Regions from separate parts of the Mus musculus genome. Here region 2 is linked to region 1. Evidence: chromatin contacts called from public Hi-C data. All regions are on one chromosome and are shown on one strand. The core of a region is the stretch at or near the end of the contact, and the rest is flanking DNA. Distances in the headings are between cores, read along the strand shown. Region 1 has its middle 92 kb from the start of Far2. Region 2 overlaps Far2 (fatty acyl CoA reductase 2).

Region 1 (5,743 bases), core at 1,619-4,118:
GTGTGTGTGTGTGTGTGTGTGTGTGTGTGTGTGTTTGGAGAGTGAGAGGAGAAGGGTAGAGGAGGTTATCCTCAGTGTTGTGTCAATCTGCTTTTCTGTTTACAAGCATAAACACGGGGAACTGGACTGAGGCAGTTGAGAGTCAGCCTTGAGAACTCCCAAGTTTCTTGCTCTACCCTGCACTCCTCCAGTGTTAAAGGCCAAGGGACTCTCTCTTCTGTGTTTAGGACCCAATGGTTGTATGCCTATGTAACAGGGGCAGCTTCCTGGTCCCATGTCTCATCCTCTCCCACCTGTGCCTCAGTACCACATTGTGGTCAGCACACAAAGTGTTTCCCTTTCCCTTAGTATTTAGGCATTTCTGCTCACTGCAGCATCAGCAAGCATCATCATGCCAGACTTTGGAAGCAGTGGCAGCAAGCATCATCATGCCAGGCCTTGGGAGAGATCAACACCATGGTTCACACCAATTCTCATGCCTAAGGCTTTAGAACTGAGCACTCTACAAACAACTCTAGAGCCACGGTGTTCTGCGTTCTCCTTTAGGTGGGTATGTGTATGACTCAACATATGCTCCTTTCTCACATACACACAGAAGCCTGGCCTGTGGGAGGCCTCAGAGTTCGGGAAGCCTCTGCCTGGGAGACATCCTGGCACTGGGGTATTCTGGAGTTACAAAAGATGCACGGCTTTCTGTTGGCTTTCTTCCCTATGTGCGGCCCTGGTGACTGCCCAGGGAGAGGAAAGCCCCTCACTCCCCCAGGACTTGAGGCACCTTCCTGTTCCTTGGCTGCATTTACAAAATCTCCCTGAATAATCAAGCGGCTCTCATGATTTCAGCTTCCCTGGGGAAGGCTCTGGCAGTCCCTGGCAGTGCAGTGCACAAGGTTTGGGGTCTGGGTGGGGGTGGGGGTGGGGTTGGGGACAGAGTGGAGAACTGGAGCTCAGGAGCACAGTTTTGAGCCAAGCTGATTTCTATTACCTTGGGTATGTGAAAGCAGGAAGAAATGTCACATTATCCGCCCCCCCCCAGCTTTGCGTGCCTTGCCTGGCATGGAGTCTGCCAGTTTAGACCACCTATAATGCAGACCTGCAGACCTGGAAGAAAACACTCTCTGTGATAAACACACCCAGGCATCTGTGAGGCAAGAATGCCCTCTAACGGAAGTGTGAAGAATGTCGGTGATTTACCTTCTTTCTATTTAACTGGCAACAATTCTGCCCCATTTTACATCTTGGGTTCAAAGCTCATGTTTACATTCAAATACATCTATCAGGAGGACCTGGTAAGCTGCCAAAAGATTCTTCTGTGGCTCTGTCTCCCATGAATCCTAGTTCCTGCTTATAATTTTTATCCTTACTTATGATTGAGAAATGAAGGGTTTCTGGGCTTAATTTCACTCAGGTTTTGAGATGAGGTAGCCACAGTGTTTTTAGCCCCATCGTCCTCTGAGAAGTGCCCATGCTTTTTCCTAAAGTCATGTGTTAACCATTTAGCCAATTCTACTTGGCTCAGAGCACCCTGAAGTCCTCTTATGATGATGCAATGTCGCAAAGTCCAAGTTGATCTGTGTGGGTCGGCATAGGAGAGCTCCGTTCAGACTTGCTGACTGCACTTACTGAGAAAAACCCACATAGGCATATTCCAGAAGCAGTGCCGATTAACTCAAATTGAACCCCAGATCAGGCTAAGCTTGTTGGGCATTACATGCCTCTCTCCTCTGTGAGTGAACTAAGCCATTAATACTTAGACAGTAGAGACAGCTGCTTGGATTCTGGGCCATGTCTGAAGGGCCTTTTCACCCTGTCACTTGGCCGAGACGGTGGCTCAGACAAGAAATGGATTCAGCTAGCTTCCCATGCCATCCAAGCAGAACCAGGTCATGTGTAAGAACGGCAAACCATGGGCTTCCAAGAGCTATGGAAATTGGTGGAGCTTGCTGTCACTAGAAGCAAGACTTATAGACCAGCATTTCTTCTCATTTCTTTGTTAGACTGGAAATGACTACCTGGCCTGTAGGTGTGTGACTTATAACCGGACCCCTGAGCCTGAACCTGAACCAGGAGGGACACCCACTCAACTCAAGAGTAGAGTTGTCTACTCTACTCTTGAGGTTTGTCTCTCACTTTTGTGGTTCATAACATTAAATCACTGTGAGGCTGGGAAATGACTCAGCATAAACATGAAGACTGAGCTAGATTCTCAGCACATGTTAAAAAAGGAAAAAGAAAAAAGAGAGAGAAGAGGAAGGGAAGGAAGGAAGGAAGGAAGGAAGGAAGGAAGGAAGGAAGGAAGGAAGGAAGGAAGGAAGGAAGAAAAGGAGGAAGGGAAGGAGGGAGGGAGGGAGAGAGAGCAGTCCAAGTTCAGTGGAGCACACCTGTTCTCTCTTTCTCCTGCAGGGGAGACAGAGGCAGGAAAACCCCTGGAACTGGCTCAGAGTCTCTTTGTGCTTAGAAACAAAATTCTGACATCTCCTCTGTGGGGCTCGCCATGGCAATCACTCTGTATTTTAAACTTTGAATGCCTCATGCAGGGTAGAAGCCCTGTAGCCCCATGTGCCTGTGAACCCAAACCTCCTTCATCTTTCTTGAGAGTGCTCCCTGCTTTAGGATAGAATGAGAATAAAAACCTCAGGGGTCTTCTGTGGAGATATTTCCAGGCTCCAGCAGGGAGTGAATTCAGTCTTTGCCTGGCTCCTGGGACAGAGTCCAAAGCAGAGAGCAGGAGGGGTTGGTGATCCATGCAGTTGACACAATACATATACAGTGCTGTGGGTCAAGGTGCAAGTGGATTGAAGGAGCTCTGTGTGGGCTCAGGACATGTCCACAAAGCACATTGTGGGCGGCCTGGCCTCAGGGTTACATAGAGAACTGTGTGGCAAGATCCTCGTGTGACCTCTGCCCAAAGTTGACTCAAGTCTGTTCCAGCCAAATGTTATTCATCTCTCATTTTTAAGAGTTAGATAGCTGCTCACCAACTCCCCAAAGGCCTGGAGCTGATCAAACTTCAGAAGGAGCCAAAAACCAAAGCAAAAAAAAAAAAAAAAAAAAAGCGTTTAAGTAATACCTGGTGATTGTCTATAAACTTACCTTTGGGGCCCTCCAGTGGTTACCAGAAAAACTGAGCACTCAGGCTCCAGTCCCTCAGAAATGATTCAGTCAACCGTCAACCACACAGCCAATATCCCATGTCACAGCATCTAAGAGAAAGTGTCTCAGAGGGTGGGGGTAGGGGTGGGCAGGATAGAATCCTGCTATTCCATGACTGTAGAGAGCCATATATGGGATGGCAGACAACCCAATTTGTTCTGCTTCTTCCTCTCCTCAGACGCAGGGTTTCCACATCCCTCTCTACCTGCCCAGCTACCGAGTGTGTGTGTGTCTGTGTGTGTCTGTGTTCGTGTGTGTGTGTGTGTGTGTGTGTGTGTGTGTGTATGTGTGTGTATACATATGTGTGTATGTATGTGTGTGCATATATGTATGTGTATTTGTTTATATATGTATGTGTGTACACACATATATTTGTTTATATGTGTATAATGTGTATATATGTATGTATGCGTGTGTATGTATATGTGTGTGTGTGTATATGTATGTGTGTATTTGTGTATGTGTATGTAGATGTATGTGTATGTATTTGTGTATGTATATGCGTATGTGTATGTATGTGTGTGAAAGTTTGTATATATGTGCATATATGTGTATTATATGTATGTGTGTGTATTTGTGCATGTGTGTATTATATGTATGTGTGTGTATTTGTGCATGTGTGTATATATGTGTATGTGTAAATATGTGTATGTGTGTGTGTATATGTGTTGTGTGTGCACATGCACATGTGCAGTTGAGAGCTCAGTGAGATGTAGCCAGGTATCTGGGACAACTGCTTCCTCCACAAGTGTGATTTTTAGTTGTACCACTCCTGGTGGACTTTATAAATGTGGTTCTCTTTGTTATTTCCTTTTGTGACTTTCTTACCCAGTGTTTGGTGACTGCCTCTTTGGTCTTCTTCTTCCTAACTGGTGGTCTCTCTAACACATGGTCTATTGATATGAGGTAAAAGATGATTATGTGCAATGACTTCATGACAAATGTTTCCTTAGCACCTGCTGTGGTTGTTGGGATACTCCCACACCCCAGTGGAAAGCTAAGTTAATATTCTCTCTCTTTTCCTTCTTCCCTCTCTTCCTTCCTCTCTCCTTTCTCCTTTTCAATCTTCTACCTCCAGAAGATTTAACTGAAAAGTCACCTGGGGAACTAATAGATATTGTAGCATTAAAATTAAAATTAATTTTCTGTCATATATATAGTCATAAAAAAAATCTCTTGCTTCATATTTATTTGTGAAGATTTACCAATTGGGGTTTTCTTTTTCAGGATTGAAGTAGAACTTTTCCGGTACTCTGCCATTCCAGCTCCATTCAGATTTCTCAAAACAAAACCATTCCTCCAACACTTGAGTTCTGAAATCTTTTCCATGGTTTCCTGGGAGAGGCGACATTTGGATACTGTGACACTCTGAGAGTGTTAGGGAGAGGTGGAGTACAGAAGTTCCTGATGAAAGGTTAGATGGGTGGGGCAGAGAACCCAGGGGAAGAGGAAACAATCTAGCATGAGCTGAGAGGTGGGACCTGGAGCTGCACAACATTGTGCCAGGGTGTCGTGCTGTAGATCTTGAATCAAACCTGCCGAGTGGGTGTCAGATCTAGCACAGAACTAAATAGCTCAAGTTCAGGGGTTATGTCATTTTTAAAAGAAATGAGAGTGGACTGGTGTGGGGTCTCATACCTGCCATAACAGCCCTGTGGAGGCTGAGGCAGAAGGATCCTTACAAGCTCCAGGCTAATGTGGCCTATAGAGTGGAGCCTTCTCTGAAAGACAACAACAGAAAGAAAAGTGAGTGGACCGATGACTGAATGGATGCACAAGTTTAGCAAGCTCAGCTACTGCTGCTCCATGCGGCTCTATGCGCTGTTCTCCATCTTACTTATATTAGGCAGTGTCACAGACATTCTCAATCCTGTCACTCCTGTCCTTTATTCTTCTGCAGTGTGGCATTCCCTCCCTTTACCAACCGATGAAATGTGGGTGAGCTCATGATCACTGTCAGGGTCATGGTGAGCTGGGTCGCCATAGGTTGGGCCATAAAAGGCAGTGCCTTTCCCACTGTCTCTTGGAATCGATCCTAATGCATAGCTCTGCACAGCATCCCTACAGAGACCTGAAAAGGAGTCAACAGGAGTGTGTTCTTGTGGCGGAGATGCTTTAGGACATGGAAGGCTAGCCAGTGGACTTTCCTTCAGTCTGAAGTAGGCCTCTTAAACTTCCCACTTAGAACTCCTTTTGCATGATAAGTTTTACATTACCTCAGGTAAATGTTACAAGTATATAAAAATAAATATATATTAAACATTAATAAAACCATAGAGAATACTATTTAAAATTATCCATATATATGACTATGGGTATATCCTGAGAGGTAGGACTGGGTATGTTATAGATCAGTTTATACCTTTTAAAGATGAAATTGAAATTGCTTTCAATTTTACGTGCTAACCAGAGAGAAGTACTTATTCTTTTCATAAACAAATCTTGGCTGATATTTGATGCTGCAGGACACAGAGTATCAACGTTTCTTCAGAGTTGATTAATACTTTGATCTCAGAAATGATCAGTAGTGAGCATGTAACTTCACACCAATACCTCCTACCAGACAGCAGAAGTAAGCTCAGAGATATTTTGG
Region 2 (5,743 bases), core at 1,592-4,091, 170 kb after region 1:
CTTGATTTAACTTTGGTACCTGGTATCTGTCTATAAATTTGTCCATTTCATCCAGGTTTTCCAGTTTTGTTGAGTATAGCCTTTTGTAGAAGGATCTGATGGTATTATGGATTTCTTCAGGGTCTGTTGTTATGTTTCCCTTTTCATTTCTGATTTTGTTAATTAGGATGCTTTCCCTGTGTCCTCTAGTGAGTCTGGCTAAGGGTTTATCTATCTTGTTGATTTTCTCAAAGAACCAGCTCCTCGATACACAAGATATAAGATACAATTTGCTAAACGCATGAAACTCAAGAAGAACAAAGACCAAAGTGTGGAAACTTTGCCCCTTCCTAGAAATGGGAACAAAACACCCATGGAAGGAGTTACAGAGACAAAATTTGGAGCTGTGACGAAAGGATGGACCATCTAGTGATTGTCATATCCAGGGATCCATCCCATAATCAGCTTCCAAACGCTGACACCATTGCATACACTAGCAAGATTTTGCTGTAAGGATCCAGATATAGCTGTCTCTTGTGAGTCTATGCCGGGGCCTAGCAAACACAGAAGTGGATGCTCACAGTCAGCTATTGGATGGGTCACATGGCCCCCAATGGAGGAGCTAGAGAAAGTACCCAAGGAGCTAAAGGGAACTGCAACCCTATATGTGGAACAACAATATGAACTAACTAGTACCCCGGAGCTCTTGTCTCTAGCTGCATATGTATCAAAAGATGGCCTAGTCAGCCATCACTGGAAAGAGAGTCCCTTTGGACTTGCAAACTTTATATGCCCCAGTACAGGGGAACGCCAGGGCCAAAAAGGGGGAGTGGATGGGTAGGGGATTAGGGGGGTGGGTATTGGGGACTTTTGGGATAGCATTGGAAATGTAAACGAGGAAAATACCTAATATAAAAAATTATTTTAATAAAGCAAAAAAAAAAAAAGAATTTAGCAAGGCCTAGGAATTTAGGGGTCTGTGACATTGCATTATTCTTGAGGCCTGCCAAGAGCAGAACACCCTGGTGCTATTAACACTAAAGTGTGAAATTCTTGCCTGTCATTAGGCTGATCCTAGGCAGGACTGCTTATCTTTATTGTAAACATTTACCTGGTTCCTGCAATTCCTTTCTAAGTCATTCCTTTGTTTTGTATCTGGTAAACTTCAATGTACCTTGCCTGATGTGACTTCTAACCCCTTGTATTCTCTGTACTATAAAAAGTCTGATGCTCAACCTAACAGATACATTCAGATCCTACACAACCTCTCCTGTGTGCATCTGTCAATTCATCTGATGCTTTGCCCATCTGCCCCAGAGACCCGTTCCACGCAGACACAGGGACCCAGAGGGTCTGCAGCAGAATGGACCCAGTTTTACATGTTTTCAGAATAGTATCTGACTTTGGATTGAAAGACTCCGAAAGGAGCCTCTTGCTCAGGCCTCAGGACAATAGCGGACACCCAACAACTCATGATAGACTGAGCTTGTTGCAAACCACTTGAGGCTTTACTCGGGGAAAGCCAGAGCTCTGGGGACGACTCATATCCCACACAGAGGTAGAGGAGTCGACCTCGAGGGGAAAGAAGACCCAGTTTTTATAGGCCCTCAGGGGGGAAGAAGGGGGGAGTAGGGGATTTCCAGATCTAAACAATATCTATTCTAAAATGATTGATTCCTCAAGAAATGGGCATGGGAGGGAAACAAGGAAAGAGTCTAATGAAGGTGCAGCACTCTGGATTGGCCCTGACTATGGTTGCTGGGGAGATTTCCTGACTCTTTCCCAGCAACCAATATCACAAACACCTGGCAGTGAGGTGCAGCAATGGGCACACACCTGGTCAGAACATTGGCAGACACACAGGTTCGAGGAGCGGCCAGAGCATTGTGCACCTCTATTTTTCTAAATCAGTGAAGCTAGTTCTACTAACAATGAAATCTATTTTGCCAATTTCAGGGCTTATGTGACCTTTTACATTCTGTCAGGATCTTTCATTCCCCACTTCTTCTAGTTACTAGTTCTAATCTTAGAACTAAACTGCAACCTCTTCTTCAAGGTTCTGGTATTGTTGTATTAATACTAACAGCTGGATGGCACCAATCCTCTCTCTAACAAAGGTCATTAGTTTTATATCTTCAGTTTTATATCACCAATCCTCTCTCTAACAAAGGTCATTAGTTTTATATCTTCAGGGGTATACTCAAAACTCTGGCTGCACAGTTCCAGTTTTGGCAGAGCAACTTTCTGGAGAGGTTCTATCTGTTGAGTCCTGAAGGGCAGTATCTTAGGACAGCCTGTTTAGCTTTAACATCAGCCATGTTATTCCCCCTTGTCACAGCATCGTGTCCTTTTTGATGTCCAGGAAAATGTATAATGGCCACATTGGCAGGCAGATGAATAGCCTCAAGGAGGCTCAGAATCTCCTCTTTATTTTTTATGTCCTTGCCTGCTGACAGCAGCAACCCTCTTTGTGTATAGATGGCACAGTGGACGTGGGCTGTAGCAAAAGCATACCTGCTATCGGTATAAATGTTGATGGACTTCCCCTCAGCCATCTGAAGGGCCTGGGTCAGGGCAATTAATTCAGCTTTTTGAGCTGATGTACCTTCTGGCAGGCTGCCAGCCCACACGACTCACTTACCATCTACCATTGCCGCCCCTGCCATCCTCTTACCTTCTACTAGGAAACTGCTTCCGTCTGTGTATCAGTTTGGAACACCTGGCCACGGCTGGTCACGTAGATCACTTCAGATCCCAATTTCCTCCGCAAGGATGTCTGCACAGCAGTGAACGGGTGAGGAATCATCCATTTCAGGCAGGAAGATGGCAGGGTTGAGAATAGCAGGAGGAGCAAACACAACCCGTTCAGTCAGCAGCAGACTCTGGTAGTGAGTCATCCGGACATTTGTCATCCATCGGTCTGGAGGCTGGCGGATAATGCTTTCAAGAGAGTGGGGGGCTACCACAGTTATTTGCTGTCCCAGAGTTAATTTGTCAGCATCTTTAACGAGTAGGGCTACTGCAGCAACAGCCTTTAAACATGTGGGCCATCTGCTGGCCACTGGGTCCAGCTTCTTAGACAAATATGCCACCGGCCTCTTCCACGGCCCTAGAGCCTGAGTAAGAACTCCCCTGGCCACCCCCGCCCTCTTATCAACATAGAGGATGAAGGGCTTGGTTAGATCTGGCAATGCCAAGGCTGGTGCAGTCAGCAGGGCCTCCTTAATATTTTCAAAGCCTTTCTGATGTTCTGATGTCCATCTGAATTCTCCACTTTCCTTGGTCAGGGGGTACAGGGGGGCGGCCAGTGTTGCAAACCCAGGTATTCAAAGTCTGCAGAACCCAGCGGTGCCCAAGAATTCTCTCACCTTTCTTGGAGTAGCCGGTGTTGGTATTTGAGTCACAGTCCTTTTTCTAGCCTCTGTCAGCCACCGTTTTCCATCCCAGAGGGTATATCCCAAGTAGACTACTTCCATCTGACATAGCTGGGCTTTTTTAGAAGAGGCCCGGTAACCCAACTCACCCAGTTCTGCTAGCAATCTCTTGGTCCCCTGCCAGCATTCTCTCTCAGTGGTTGCAGCAAGGAGCAAGTCATCAACATATTAAAGCAGAGTTATCTGGGAGTTTCCAGCTCGGAAGGAGGCTAAATCTCGATGTAGAGCCTCATCAAAAAGGGTGGAGAAGTTTTTGAACCCCTGGGGTAACCGTGTCCAGGTCAAATGTCCCATTTGTCCAGTCTCAGGATCTCTCCACTCAAAGGCGAATATGGGCTGGCTGGAGGGATGTAACTTCAGGCAAAAGAAAGCATCTTTTAAATCAAGTACTGTGTACTATTTTCACTCCGGAGAGAGTGAGCTGAGGAGGTTATAGGGATTAGGAACAGTTGGGTGAATATCTTGGACCCTCTTATTGACCTCTCTCAGGTCTTGGACTGGTCGGTAGTCACTTGTGCCAGGTTTCTTTACCGTCAGTAAAGGAGTATTCCAGGGTGACTGGCAAGGTACCAAAATATCTAATTGTAATAGTCTCTGAATATGTGGCCTGATTCCATCTCTTGCTTCACGGCTCATTGGGTATTGTCGAACTCCTATAGGGGTTGCATTCGTCTTCAGTCCCACAACCACAGGGGGAACTCTGACAGCCATTCCCATGCCTCCAGTCTCTGCCCATGCTCTAGGGAAAGCAGTCAACCAGTCTTTTAGGTCTGGCACCTCTGTTTGCTTTATGCCTTCATGCAATCAGTATTCTTCCTCAAACTGCAGGGCTAAGACTATGGAGGTGGAAGATTCCCAACTTACTCTCGGCCCTTCTTGGGTAAATCTGATCTGGGCCTTTAATTTAGTCAGAAGATCTCTTCCTAAAAGCGGTGTGGGACATTCAGGAATGACCAAGAAGGAATGACTCACTTGGCCTTTCCCCAGATCTACAGTGCGTGCAGTGGTCAGGGGTATTGTTTCTGACCAGTGGCTCCAATCACTATGGTTCTTTTATTTTTTAATTTTCCCAGTGGATGTTTCAACACAGAATTCTCTGCCCCTGTGTCAATTAAAAAGTCCATGGGGGTCCCCTCCACCATCAGGGTTACCCTAGGCTCGGGGAGGAGGTCTGAGCCCCATCTCCCCTATTCGTCATCTTTCAGAGTCAGGACCTTAGGGGCCCTACCCTTCTTCTTTGGGCATTCCCGTGCCCAGTGTCCTTTTTCCTTGCAATAGGCACATTGGTCCTTCTCTAAAATCTTCTGGACGGATCTTCTTCCTTCAGGTCTGGGTTCCTTGTTGCCCAGGTACCCTGTCTGTCTATTCTCTGGCCTATTCCTTCCTTCACATTCCCCTACTACTGCGGCCAAAATCCTGCTTAAATTCCTCTCCTGTCTTCTTTCCCTCTTATTTTCCCTCTCTTCTTCTTCTCGCTTTTCCCTCTCTCTCTCTTCTTCCTCTGTTTCTCTCTTGTGATACACCTTTTCTGCCTCCTTAACTAAATCTTGTAAAGCCATGGCATGTAATCCTTCTAGTCTCTGTAACTTTCTCTTAATATCTGATGCTGATTGCCCAATAAAAGCCATAGCAACTGCGGCTTGTTGGCTCTCAGAGGTCGGGTCAAAAGGAGTAAAGCATCTATAAGCTTCCATTAATCTTTCCAGAAAAACAGATGGCGGCTCGGTAGGGCCCTGCATCACCTCCCTTACCTTAGCCAAATTGGTGGGGCATCTCGCCGCTCCCTTTAGACCTGCGACCAGAGCCTGGCAGTAAACTGCCAACCTCTCCCTACCTTGAGCCATGTTGTAGTTCCAATCTCGTCAATCCAGACTGAACCCAGCATTAATCTCATTAGGTAGGTTGGCTGGGACTCCATTCACTCCAGGAACGTTTTTCTGAGCCTCCAGGAGAATGCGCTCTTTTTCTTCAGTGGTAAACAGAACCTGGAGGAGCTGCTGACAATCATCCCAAGTGGGTTGATGAGAAAACATGAGAGACTCTACCAGCCCCGTAAGGCTGGCCGTATTCTCAGAAAAGGAGACATGGTTAGCTTTCCAATTATACAGATCAGCCAATGAGAAAGGCCAATATTGGAGGGTCTGCAGAGACTCTGGGTCACCCACAGCTTGCAAAGGAAAAGCAGAGTAGTGTCAGGAACTCTATCTGCTGGGGGACTCTGGGCTCGTTGGCTCTGGGTCCCAGCCGCTGGTCCTCCCACTGCACTCGCAGCAATCCCAGAGCTGGGTGCAGGGACCTGTGGAGGCAGAAGATAGGGAGGAGGGGGAGGG

The links. Hi-C and Micro-C count contacts between places; a contact is called where the count stands out from the background.
Region 2: a Hi-C map of pancreatic cancer cells shows a contact between it and region 1, with 2.2 times the contacts expected there. The contact joins two enhancer-like sites. A contact is called at or near these places in 1 of 15 datasets of contacts at CTCF or cohesin (the NIH/3T3 cell line), 22 of 484 Hi-C or Micro-C datasets (the C2C12 cell line, the G1E-ER4 cell line, the HPC-7 cell line and 10 more) and 4 of 115 datasets of contacts at active chromatin or transcription factors (embryonic fibroblasts, embryonic stem cells and liver).

Annotation. Positions count from the first base shown.
Region 1 is chr6:147,952,328-147,958,070 of GRCm38.p6, forward strand. No RefSeq gene overlaps it. Among named protein-coding and RNA genes, the nearest start is that of Far2, 92 kb to the right of the region's middle. Within about 2 kb of position 2,869, at least 31 of the 459 cell types and tissues checked have an H3K27ac peak or open chromatin away from gene starts, as enhancers often do. A contact at or near this core is called in the C2C12 cell line and pancreatic cancer cells, where this site is marked.
Region 2 is chr6:148,124,205-148,129,947 of GRCm38.p6, forward strand. The region is part of intron 1 of Far2 (fatty acyl CoA reductase 2); the gene reads left to right. Among named protein-coding and RNA genes, the nearest start is that of Far2os1, 59 kb to the left of the region's middle. Within about 2 kb of position 2,842, at least 12 of the 459 cell types and tissues checked have an H3K27ac peak or open chromatin away from gene starts, as enhancers often do. A contact at or near this core is called in the C2C12 cell line and pancreatic cancer cells, where this site is marked.